2 separate regions of the Hordeum vulgare genome follow, and region 2 is linked to region 1. The links are chromatin contacts, called in public Hi-C maps. All regions are on one chromosome and are shown on one strand. Each heading gives the region's core, a stretch centred on a gene start, on an enhancer-like site or on the middle of the called end of the contact. The rest is flanking DNA. Distances are from core to core; before and after follow the strand shown.

Region 1 (5,777 bases), core at 2,045-4,544:
TGATGATTTTGGGAAATCTTTAGTTGGAAGGCTGTGACCAATAGAATTGTCAATAATTTTTCTCATCATCCCTATGCCAGGATGACCTAGGCGATCATGCCAAGTCTTGAATTTATCAAGATATTGAAAAATTATTTTGTACGCAACATGTGGTACGGGTTTTATATAACTGTATTATAATCCAGATGAAAGTGAGGGGGAATTTTTCAAGAATTTGTTTCTCAGACCCATTGCTTTTTGTTAAAAGCAAATATTCAGAATTATTTTCAGAAATTGTTTCCAGATGGAAATTATTTGATCTGAGGTGTTTGAAACTTAGAAGGGTGCGTGTAGATTCAGGATACAAGAGTGCATCCTCAATTACAATCGTAGTACCCATAGGTAGAACAAGTGTGGCTCGTCCTGAACCAATAATTGATGCATCGCGACCGGTGATTGTCATAATATTCCCTTTTCTCTTAGTTAGAGTTTGGAAATATTTTATTTCCCTTAAAATTGTGTTAGTGGTACAACTGTCCATCAAACATAATTCTTCTTCCATTGGATTATTTTCCCGTAAAATCTTTTCTTGTCCTTTCCCTGATGGCTCTGTCTTCTCTCGGCAGAGACAGTGCTGATAACGTGTAAAAAGTGATAGCGAAAGTGTTTGTGCGAAAAACTAATCTTTCATTGATTGATGGCAATATTTATACAAGGATTGGGACGCAAACCAAAAGGCGTCTGTACAAAAAGGTGACTGTACGGACGGACGCGTCCGTACGGCGTTTATACTAATAACTGTTAATTACGTCCTAATGACGGTTTACTAATCACCGCCCAGTTTTGTCGGTTCATAACAATTTTATCATAATAGTAGCAATATGAGATTTGATTGTGCTGTTTTTTTTAACTTTCTCTGAACCAGTTTTTTACACAGTAAGGTGACTGGTTGAAGTTGTTCTAAGGGTTTTCCTTTTCTTTTCAAAATCGTAATCGCGCGGTTCTAATTCCGCACGCTCTGCCCGTGGCGTACTGCCATAGTGGGACTCTAGGAGCATGTAGCCTGCGGAGTTATTAGCATGTTGCATTATTTTCTCTTTCAAGCAAAGAGCAGGATCAATGAGCAACACGTCAGTACTTGACCGCACATTGTTTGGTAAGTAGCTGGGCCTGCTGGACCCGTGCTACGGCACCGCCACTGGAACGTGGGCCCGCTCTTCGGATCTTCTCATTCTCGGATTCTCCGTCTCCTTAGAATTTTGAATTCGCTATTACTGTCGGAGAGAATACGGACGTGAGATCCATGCACAGGAAAGACTCGGTCGTGTGCAGTAGCACACATGCTGGACATATATGCAGCGACGAGCCGACAAAGACAACCTTACTAGGATGCCAGGGAAGGAAAATCACAAGATTTCTCCAATCTTAGTCACCTTTGGAGATTTCTGGACCATCGTCCAATCATTATCATCGCTTTTAGTCCAGGCAATGACATAGTAGGAGCATATAGATTAATCCCCCAAAATATACTCTTAACAACGCTCTACAGAAAAGAAATACATATCCAGACTGAATTCTTGTTTTGCACAATACAATACAGTAGCAACAAGTATACGTGATGAACATGTTGCACCCCAGATTTCTTTTTGAATTACCACACCCAAATCACAACTTACTGTCCAGATTCTAACACAGGGGAAAACGGGATCACGTGCATAGCAATCACTAGTTCCCACAACGTAAAACCCAAGCAAAGCTCGAGACTGCTACTTCGTTCTCTCCAGCTCTTGTCCCCTCACGGGCAGCTTTTATCTCGGCAAGCTCAAATCCAGCCCCGACACGCTCGCACACAAGACAACACCTCTTCACTCCGAATTACAAAAACGCCCCTAAGCTAAACGCCTAGGCCTCAGAGGAAAAAGACAACATTTCGGTCTTTTTTCCTCCTGCCGCCACGATTTATTCCTCTCTCGAAATAAAACGCCAAGCAAAAGTTTCGGATAAATATTTGCGCACGCCTCTCAAAATTTGCAGACTCCCGAGAAATAAAATAAAATTATGTTTAAAACTGTTCTCTTTCAAAAAGTTGCGGTGGAGTTGCCATCGCCGCTCCGGTCCGGTCAGGCCGACAGGGGCTCCGGCGCGAAGAGGTCGTCGAGGTCCGCGAGCTCCACGAAGTCCGCCGAGGGGTCCCACCTGCTGCTGCACGTCGCGGGGAGGCAGAACTGCATCAGGTTGTTCAGGGAGGTCTCCTCGTCGACGAATCCCATGCCGAACGCTGCCGTCACCTCCTCGTCCGCGTTCACCAAGGACCAGCTGGTGGTCGCCGCCGACTGAGAGGCCGCCGTGGTGGAGGGCGACGGGGGAGAGGCCGCCGTGGTGGAGGGCGACGTAGGAGAGGCCGCCGTGGTGGAGGGCACCGGGGGAGAGGCCGCCGTGGCGAAGAGCGACGGAGGAGAGACCGCCGTGGTGGAGGGCAACGGGGGAGAGGCCGCGGATGTCGACGGCGACGGAACGGACGCCGTTACGGTGGAGAGGGGCGGCGAGGGGGAGCGGGCGATGGCGTTGCTGACTGCCCCCGGGCCACGGAGGCGGACCACCGCGGAGTCATAGACGGACTTGGCCTCCTCGGCGGTGTCGAAGGTGCCAAGCCAGACGCGCCGCCCCTGCTTCGGGTCGCGGATCTCCGACGCCCACTTGCCCCACGGGCGCCGCCTCACGCCGCGAAATCGCCGGGCCGCCGTAGTCCCCGGGTACCAGTCATCCTCGCCGCCCGCCACCAACGTACGCGTCTTGCCGGCCGCGGCCGCCCTCAACCTCTTCTGGCGCGTCCAGTGGGAGGAGCTGCTCACCGCACCCGCCGCGGCGGATGGAAGATGGAACGAAGCGGGCGGCAGGCCGATCTCCCGGACGCACCGCCGCGCCCCGCGTCGCTGAAGCTGGCTCGTCTCCTCGTCGGAGTCGTCGGTGGCATCGGCGTCCAGGAAGTGCACGCGGAGGACGCGGCCGGCGGCGGCGGCGCCGCCGTGGCCTCCAGGGAGCCGCCAGCAACCGTCCATCACCGGCGACAGTTGACAGCAGCAAGCCCCGATTTCATCAGCTGGCGACGGATTGGCGGAGTTCTCCTGCTGGGTGTGGTGGTTTTGGGAGGGTTTTAGAGAGAGAAAGGATTGGATGGGGTTCCGCGCTTCTCTCTCTATCTCCACCTGTAAACAGAGAGGGGGTGTGCCGGAGTGGGAAATGGGAATGGGCGAAGTGTAAAAGAGCGTGCAAGAGGGAGGCGTGAAGCGCGCGGTGGCAGGGGGTATTTATGCAAATTTGCCATCTCCGGGAACTCTGCTGCCCACGGACCTGTGGGGTCCGGGACTATCTGGGACCCGTGTGTCAGTTAAGACAACGATGGTGCCCCCGGTGCAAAGCTGCTTCCGGCTTGGCGGGCGAGCCGCGCTGCGGCGGCTGCTGCTGCTCTGCTGTCCAGCTGGCTCCGGACCCACGCGTCAGTGGAGCGTGTTGGTCACTTCACGTGAGCGGTAAATATCTACAACCACTTCGCGGAATTCAAAGTACCCCACCACGCTGACGTGCGGGGCCACGGGATAAAGTTTCGTTGCCGCCAGGTCGGGCGCAGCGGGGGCGGATGATGGGTAGGTAGCGGGGCGGTGATAAATAGTTTCTGACATGCCGGAGAGCAAGTGGGGTGGCGTGGAGCTGGGGCGCCCGTCGGATGTGTCGTGGCGATGTGGCCCGTCCGTACGGCAGGCCGACACAGCAGCACCAGGGGCACTGAGCGTATTTTACCGCGTGTGCCCAGGGGTAAACTGGTCATGTTTTCAAGGGTGGTGTGGTCGCCTCGGCCTCTCTCCCGAACTCCGCAGTCGACACGCGAGCGCCTGGGATGTGTGGGCTCGACGCATCGGAACGGCGAGGATGAGCGCGCGGCGTGTCGTGCGTGAACGCATGGGCACGTGGTGTATTCCTCTGTTTTCTTGGCTCACCTAACAGCGAGACGGGGACACCACGGGCACGACCCGCCCAAGGGTATTTCCCGACTCATGAGTGCAGTTCGGCTCGCAGTACTCTAACCATCTCCTGCGTTTCTCGTCTTCAGGACACCGATCGTCTCTTCAACTAATCACGGGCAGATCAGACCACATCCAACTGCGCAATCCATTTCATCTGTGCAGACAAACACGACCCAACGCATCGACTCAACGAACACGCATTAATTTTTTGTCCGTTTGTGATTTATTTCACGCTTAAATTTAGGTCGATGCGGACACGAAATGGACACACACCTCATCCGCGTGCTCCTTTCCCTGACCCGCCCATCGACGGCACAGTCTCGTCCTTTTATCTTCTTCCCTCATCCGTCGCCGGAAATGCACAGAACCTAGACCGGCGCTCATTTTTGGTGCCACCTTGCTCTCCGGCCCCCTCCCTTCTCCACCCAACAGCACATCCACCGGTAGCGCCTCCTTCTTGCCGGTGTGAAAGGCCGATGTGGCGGCGACGAGATTTGGCGCATCTTATCGACGGGATTTGGCGAACCCGGTTGGCGACGGACCGCGCTTGCCATGGACTAGCCGAGTACTAGTCCACCCAGTCTGGGCAATGCCTCGGTGCCGCATGCAAGCGCTCAATCCGCCTCTAGCCACTCGAATGTCTACTGTCGTCTGTCCGCGCGCGAAGCCACTGTCAACGCTCAATCCTACTTGCTACCTCTTGAGCTTGCGTTGGCTTTCCTTTGAAAAGGAAAGGGTGATGCAGCAAAATAGATAAGTATTTCCCTCGGTTTATTTAGAACCAAGGTATCAATCCAGTAGGAGGAACAAGCAAGGCTCCAATAGTAGTACCTACATAAAAAATAAAACACTTGCACCCAATGCTACAAAGGGGTTATGAGTCCCTTCAGAGTTATTTTCAAGGATGAGATCTGATAGAGATATATATATAATATTGATAGATCTGAAAGTAAAATTAAAGTAAATAAATTGCAGCAAAGTATTTTTTGATATTTTTGGTTTATAGATCTGAAAATATATTATGGAAAATAGACCCGGGGGCCATAAGTTTCACTAGAGGCTTCTCTCATAAAGGAAAATAATACGTTGGGTTAACAAATAACTGTCGAGCAATTGATAGAAAAACGAATAGTTATGAAGATATCGAAGGCAATGATTATGCATATAGGCATCACGTCTGTATCAAGTAGACCGAAACGATTTTGCATCTACTACTATTACTCCACACATCGACTGACTCCTCCTGCATCTAGAGTATTAAGTTCATGAAGAACAGAGTAACGCATTAAGTAAGATGACATGATGTAGAGAAATAAACTCAAGAAATATGATGAAAATCCCGTCTTTTACCTTTGATGACAACAATACAATACGTGCCACGCTACCCCTACTATCTCTGGGTGAGGACACCGCAAGATTGAACCCAAAACTAAGCACTTGTTCCATTGCAAGAATTACCAATCTAGTTGATTACACCAAACCAATAAGTCGAAGAGACTTGCAAAGATATGAAATCATGCATACAAAATTTAGAAAAGACTCAAATAATATTCATAGATAATCTGAACATAAACTCACAATTCATTGGTGTCGTGGGTATAAGCCTGACAGTAGATGTGTAGGGTACGAATGAGATGGGCAGAGTCCTAGCTACGGTGAGGTTGTATGAGTTCAGGCCCCTCTGCGGAGGAGGTAACAGCCCTACGTCTCAGTGCTCTCGGAGCTTGTTACCGAGTGTGATATGGATTACAAAGATTTGCTAACCCCTTTACCAGT
Region 2 (5,777 bases), core at 1,742-4,241, 320 kb after region 1:
CATAGTGGAATCGCTAGAAAGACTTATATTTAGGAATAGAGGGAGTTCGTTGGTCACACAAACTAATGTTACACGTAAATAACAAATATTGGTACCAAACATAAATAGCATTTACATCAAATTTATTTTAACTGCGCAATCAATCATCTCCTTCTTGATATTCGTTGTGGGTCGACATATGATCCACCAGATCATTGAGTAGTTGCGCATACACATGATGATCTCGGAGATTCTGATACATCTATAGAAATTTCATAAGCTGAACTGTATCTTGGTTTTTATAGATTTTAACTTGTTCTTCAGGTGCTTCAAAATCATTGCTTTGAGCTACAACATAACCCGCATCCTCGACGATCAAATTGTGCAAAATAACACAACATGTCATCAGCTTCCACAAAGTTTCTGATTCCCACATCAATGCAGCCCCACGGACAATCCCCCAACTCGCTTGAAGCACTCCGAAAGCCCTCTCCACATCCTTCCTAGTTGCTTCATGCATTGTTGCGAAGTGCTTTTGTTTGGTTTCGTGTGGTTCGGATATGGTCGTCACAAATGTAGCCCACTGAGGATATATGCCATCGTCAAAATAGTATGCCATGTTGAGTCTCGGTGGTTGACTATGTAGTTGCACGGAGGTGATTCCCCGTTGCAAAGTCTCATGAACACCAGAGATTGTTGAAGCATGTTGATGTCACTGTGAGAACCCGACATTCCAAAGAAAGCATGTCAAATCCATAAGTCATGTGATGTCAATGCTTCTAGTTTGATGATGGCCTCTTTGGTGTGACCTTCATCCATTCCTCACAAACCATTGGGGCAGTTCTTCTAGTGCTAATGCATGCAATCAATTGATCCGAGCATTCCTGGAAACCTCATGGCCTCTTCAATAGCTAATAACTTCTCTGTGTCTTGAGAATTTGGTTATGTGAGATACTCTACTCCAGACACCTCATCACAACATGAGAAAACTTGACAGTAGTCTTCAAGCATGTGCTCTCCCCCATCCTGACCATCTCACTATCGGGGGAAAGCTCCAACGACAATCTATGGGAGCTGGGAGGCCCCTTTACGGTTCTGGGGGGCTCGGCATGCAAAGAGCATCAATCGGCCGGATCACACGCGAGGGTTTATACACGCTTGGGCCTCTCGGGAGCGTAAAATCCCACGTCCCATTTTTGGTTGTAGTTGATTAGGTGAGTTGAGTACAGGAGCGCAGCTGCCCGGCAAGGATGCTCGAGGGGCTCAGATACGCGTGCAATTGAATAGGGTGTCGACCCTTCTTCCGGTGGCCATGGACATCCTTTTATAGGTAATTGGGTTACCACAGTCTCAAAAACGCTCATTTTACTGGGCGTACAGTGCGTACTACACTGACGGGGCTGCTTGCCAGAATAGGTAGTGGGAAATACCTAACTCTGATGGACTGGGACAGGCGCGCTGAATGCGCCGTGAGGTGGCACGTGGGCGACATCTCCCTGTAAGGATTGTCTGTCTCTGTGTGTCGTTCGTCCAACTACCTCTTATTCTGCCGCCACACCGAGCGACGGGTGTCATCGCGGCTGGGACACGCCCGCTGCCACGACCACATGCCTCTGCCAGATCTGCGTGCCTGCCTGCCCGCTCGACACCTCGGCGGATGTAGACAATCAGCCCTCTGGTGAGGTGGAGCGGTGACTTGGTAGGCTGGGATCTTGCCGGGCGCTGCGAGTGGATGTCTGCATAGGTTGTTGGGAGTCTTGCCGGGCCGCCTCGCTCTTGGTCTTGGTTTGCCCCGGGGATTGGAGTGAGCCTGGCAAGAAGTTGCCGGCATGTGGCCGCGGATGCATGTGCCTAAGTCATGGGGACTAAGGACCCCATTTCTCAGGACACCGACAATATCCCCCAAGCCTTGACCATACACACGTGTGTGGAGCGTTGTCGGGCAAGGCCCAAAACAATGCATGGGCATGCGCGGCCGCACTTCCCTATAATGATGGTTTTGTTGACTGCTCAAACGACGCGCATTTACCGCATGTCATGGGAGTGGTGAGATGGTTTCCTCAAGGGGCCGTGCTTCAGAAATCATATCGTGCGCTTCTCGGGGAGGTGACCCTTGCGTCCTCCGCGTGTGTATAAACAACTTTTTTGCAGAGGACTTGTTCCCTCCCCCAGTCGCGTCCATGCTGCTATGTTGCTTCCCGCCTCTCTTTGAGCCTTCACAACGCACAGCCGGAGAACCCCCAAGCCTCCTCCCTTCTCCTTCTTCCTCGTCCTAGCCGCCGCCTATTTCACGGGACTGCCATGGTGTCGATGCGCTTGACCCCTTCCACCGCGATTGGTGTGGCAAAGAAGCCCAAGAAGGCGACCGAAGCAGAGGTGAAGGAGGATGTGGCAAGGAGGAGGAGGAAATCTACTGTCTTCTACCCCTGCTCTCTTCTGCAGCACGACCTTTTCTCGAAGTATGTTCCAATGTAGGGGAGGGAGACGAAGGCGCACCCGGCTCCGGTGGTGCTTCCGGGGGATGTCGAAGACAGTCGTGAGAAGTACCCGTTTTTCGTGACGTACTTCTACTACGGATCGGCCCATCCTTTTTCGGCCTTCTTCTTGGATCTGATGGAGACCTATGGGTTCCACCTACTCGATTTCACGCTGAACACGGCGACCACCATGTTCGTTTTCGCGCATTTGTGGAAAAACTTTATTGGGGTGGACCCCAATGTCTCCCTCTTCCGCCACTTCTTCTTTCCTCTCATAGAGGGCAAGGACGCCATCTCCGACAGCGTTACTTGGATTCCTTGCCTCGCTGCAAGGAAGAGTATCGCCTAGGCCTCCTACACCATAGGTGGGAGGAGTGGCGAGGGGACTGGTGTTACATCGTTGACAATATGCACCTATCCTTCTACAAGGCTCAAACGCTTGAGCCCGTCCGCAGGAGCGACTAGAGCGCCCTCGCCAAGGATGACGCGAAGCTGGAGATAGCGATTATCCGCTTGCTTTGGCTCAAAGCCGCGGGGCTCGCCATATAAATTGTGGGCTCAGACTTACTCGCCAGGCACATCGCCCCCAGGATCGGAAGCGCTTCGCCTGGGAGTACAGCGGGCCCGCAAACATCATGCAGATCCACCCCGGGCTCGACGGCGATCTGACCTTCTTGGATCTCACCAACTTCTGCTGCCAGCTCTTCTTCCCGGAGGAAAAGTTCATCCTCTCGTCGACTATCGTCCCACTCCACAACAACTGTTGCCGTGACGCGATAGTGGTGATGATGCCATGGGGTGGACCCCACGTGGAAGCCCCCAGCAAAGGAGGAGGTACAGGAGTTGTTTAATACTCTAGAGGAGGTGCACATCAGGGACGAGGGGCATATGGTTCGTCCCACCACGCCAGCGGAGGTCGCGTACATTGGTCGACGGGTCACGGAGGCGGGCTTGGATGCCGGCACCAACAGCTCGAAAGTTCCCACGCCCGAAGAGGGCAAATGTGAGGATGTCGATGTCGAGCCGCCGACCCAAGATACTCCGGAGTGGCCTACTTCCATCGAGGTCGCCGGTGATGTGGGTGCCGATGCTGGCGGGGAACCAGAGCCGAGGGAGCCCCCGGCGCGGGCCGCCCCAAAAAGGGCGCGCGCGCTCCTCAAGGCAGCCACGGGGGAGCTAGTCTGTCGATCCTCTTCCCCGGAGGTCGAAGGCAAGGAGGAAGAGGAGGACCCCACCGCGAGCGTTGCCCGCCCGCGGCAGACACGACAGTCTTGCGCCCAACATGCATCAAGCCCTGCCCCCGGCAGGAGGATCAGTGTTGCTTACCCCGCCACTAGCCCCCGCCCAGCAGCAAGGGGCGGGTGGGACATGTGTGCCTTCAGCTCGGGGGGAGGAAGATGACAAGTAAGTGTCGATTCCACGTGGTCTTGTTTATGATTCTTGTTTGCTCCTTGTTGAGCCTTGTTCCGTACTGTGGTTGAAGAGTCGAGGAGACCTTGGCGTAGAGGATGGCCAGGATGGCGGGCCGGACGTCCGGTGCCGGAGGCATGGCAAGCACCCCACAGGAGCGGGTTCCTTCGCGTGAGAGGGAGATCGTGGACCTCGACTCCCGCCCAGCCCCCGGCAAGAAGCTCCTCCCTAGCACACAACAGAGGACGAGGGCGACACCACCGGCGCCTCCACCTTGACCCTTGTGTAGGCAGGATAGGAACACGTGGAGGCGGCACGGGAGGGCTCGACCTATGAGGGGAGTCCTCGCATGGCGGTCCTTGTCGTGGAGACTGCCCCGGTTGATGAAACGCTAGCGGGGAAGACCCTCGACGAGCAGGCATCAACGAAGGTCACCGCCGGAGAGAGCGAGGCGCCTCCCCGGCGGGAGTCCACTGGTAAGTTCTCCTACCACCAGAATGTTGGTCTTCGTCCCTGCGCCTTTGTTTCCTTCTTCATTTTGTCTTCTTGAACTTCTTCTCAGTTCCATTATTCTTGCTATTGTCTTAAGGTCCGGCGGTGCCAAAGGACCTCGGCATCGATTGCAACATCGAGGTGATCACCAAGGAGGTGGCCGAGGAGGCCAACCGCGTCGCGCCGGAGGAGGAGCATGCACATCTGCCCCCGGGACACCGGCAAGCAGGTCCTCTTGGGGTCGGCCCTGGATATGGTGACGGGCATCGGAGGTGTCCCTGTCGCCGGGGTGCCACAAGAGAACATGTCCTTTCTGCTCCACGCCGCTCGCACGAGCGCTGCTAGCTCATCGTCGATGGTGGAGCTTCCCTTGAGCCGATACCTACGGGTGGGCGACTTGGAATTCATCAATTTCCCCGGCGACGATGTCTTCAAGGTCTTCTCTGAGCGGGCTGTCATAGATGAGGCAATCACCACTCCAGGAGGGTAAGTGACTCTTGACCCGCTCGATGTGAACAATGAGGGAAAAAGAGCATGGCATCTTGGCGTCCTTGGGCAAGGACTTCCGGCAACTGCAGGCACACTACATGTAACAGCCCAAGTGCCCCCTTTCCTTATTTCTAATAGATTCCACGTTGAACATTCAATGGATGCCATCATGTGGTTTGAGTAATAACTTGTTTTCCTTCATGTCATTTCATCATGGCATAATATCCTCATTTCATTTTTGCATCATGCTTGTGAAATGTTATGTGAGTGGATGTGTGTGAGATGTGCTTGCATGTGAGTGGATGTGTGTGAGATGTGCTTGCATGTGAGTGTGTGTGTGTGTGGGGATCCACTCCAAAAATCCTTTTTGCAAGCTTGTCAAAAACCCCTCTTAATTCCAATAGTAGATATGTCTTGTTTGTTACTTGCTCTAATCATTTATTAAAAATGTTCCATAGTTGTCAAATATTCTGTAGGTGTTTGTTAAAGTAACCTTTGTCTATGTGTTGTGTTTTTGTTTTGTGCCTTTTGCTAAAACAGATTCCAATATTCAATGTGTGAATTATTATTTTTTCTCTACAAATACCCAAAACATTTTAAATAAACAGAGCTCATTTTTCGGAGTGCCGAACCACTTTTTCTTTTCTCAAACATGCTCTTCACATTCCGTGGCTAATTAATACTCCCTCCGTTCCTAAATATAAGTCTTTGTAGAGATTTCACTAGTGGACTAAATACGGATGTATATAGACATACTTTAGAGTATAGATTCAATCATTTTGCTTTGTATGTAGACCCTTAGTGAAATTGCTTAAAGTACTTATATTTAGAAACGGAGGGAGTATTTGCTTGCTGTTTTAAAAAAAATAGAGAACTCTTTTATTCCCCGTCGAGCGTAGCCGGCCCTTTCCCAAAACCGCAGCCCACCTC

Evidence for each region. Hi-C and Micro-C count contacts between places; a contact is called where the count stands out from the background.
Region 2: a Hi-C map of seedling shows a contact between it and region 1, with 3 times the contacts expected there. The contact joins the promoter of LOC123446229 here to the promoter of LOC123448082 in region 1. A contact is called at or near these places in 2 of 6 Hi-C or Micro-C datasets (leaf and seedling) and 1 of 1 datasets of contacts at active chromatin or transcription factors (embryo).

What each region holds. Positions count from the first base shown.
Region 1 is chr4H:117,307,644-117,313,420 of MorexV3_pseudomolecules_assembly, forward strand. It overlaps LOC123448082 (pathogenesis-related genes transcriptional activator PTI6-like), which reads right to left and starts at 3,295. Exons shown (of 1, transcript XM_045124852.1): 1 at 1,596-3,295. The coding sequence starts at 3,038. The coding sequence ends at 2,100.
Region 2 is chr4H:117,627,315-117,633,091 of MorexV3_pseudomolecules_assembly, forward strand. It overlaps LOC123446229, which reads left to right and starts at 2,992. Exons shown (of 3, transcript XM_045122905.1): 1 at 2,992-3,860; 2 at 3,940-4,342; 3 at 4,456-5,082. The coding sequence starts at 4,216. The coding sequence ends at 4,703.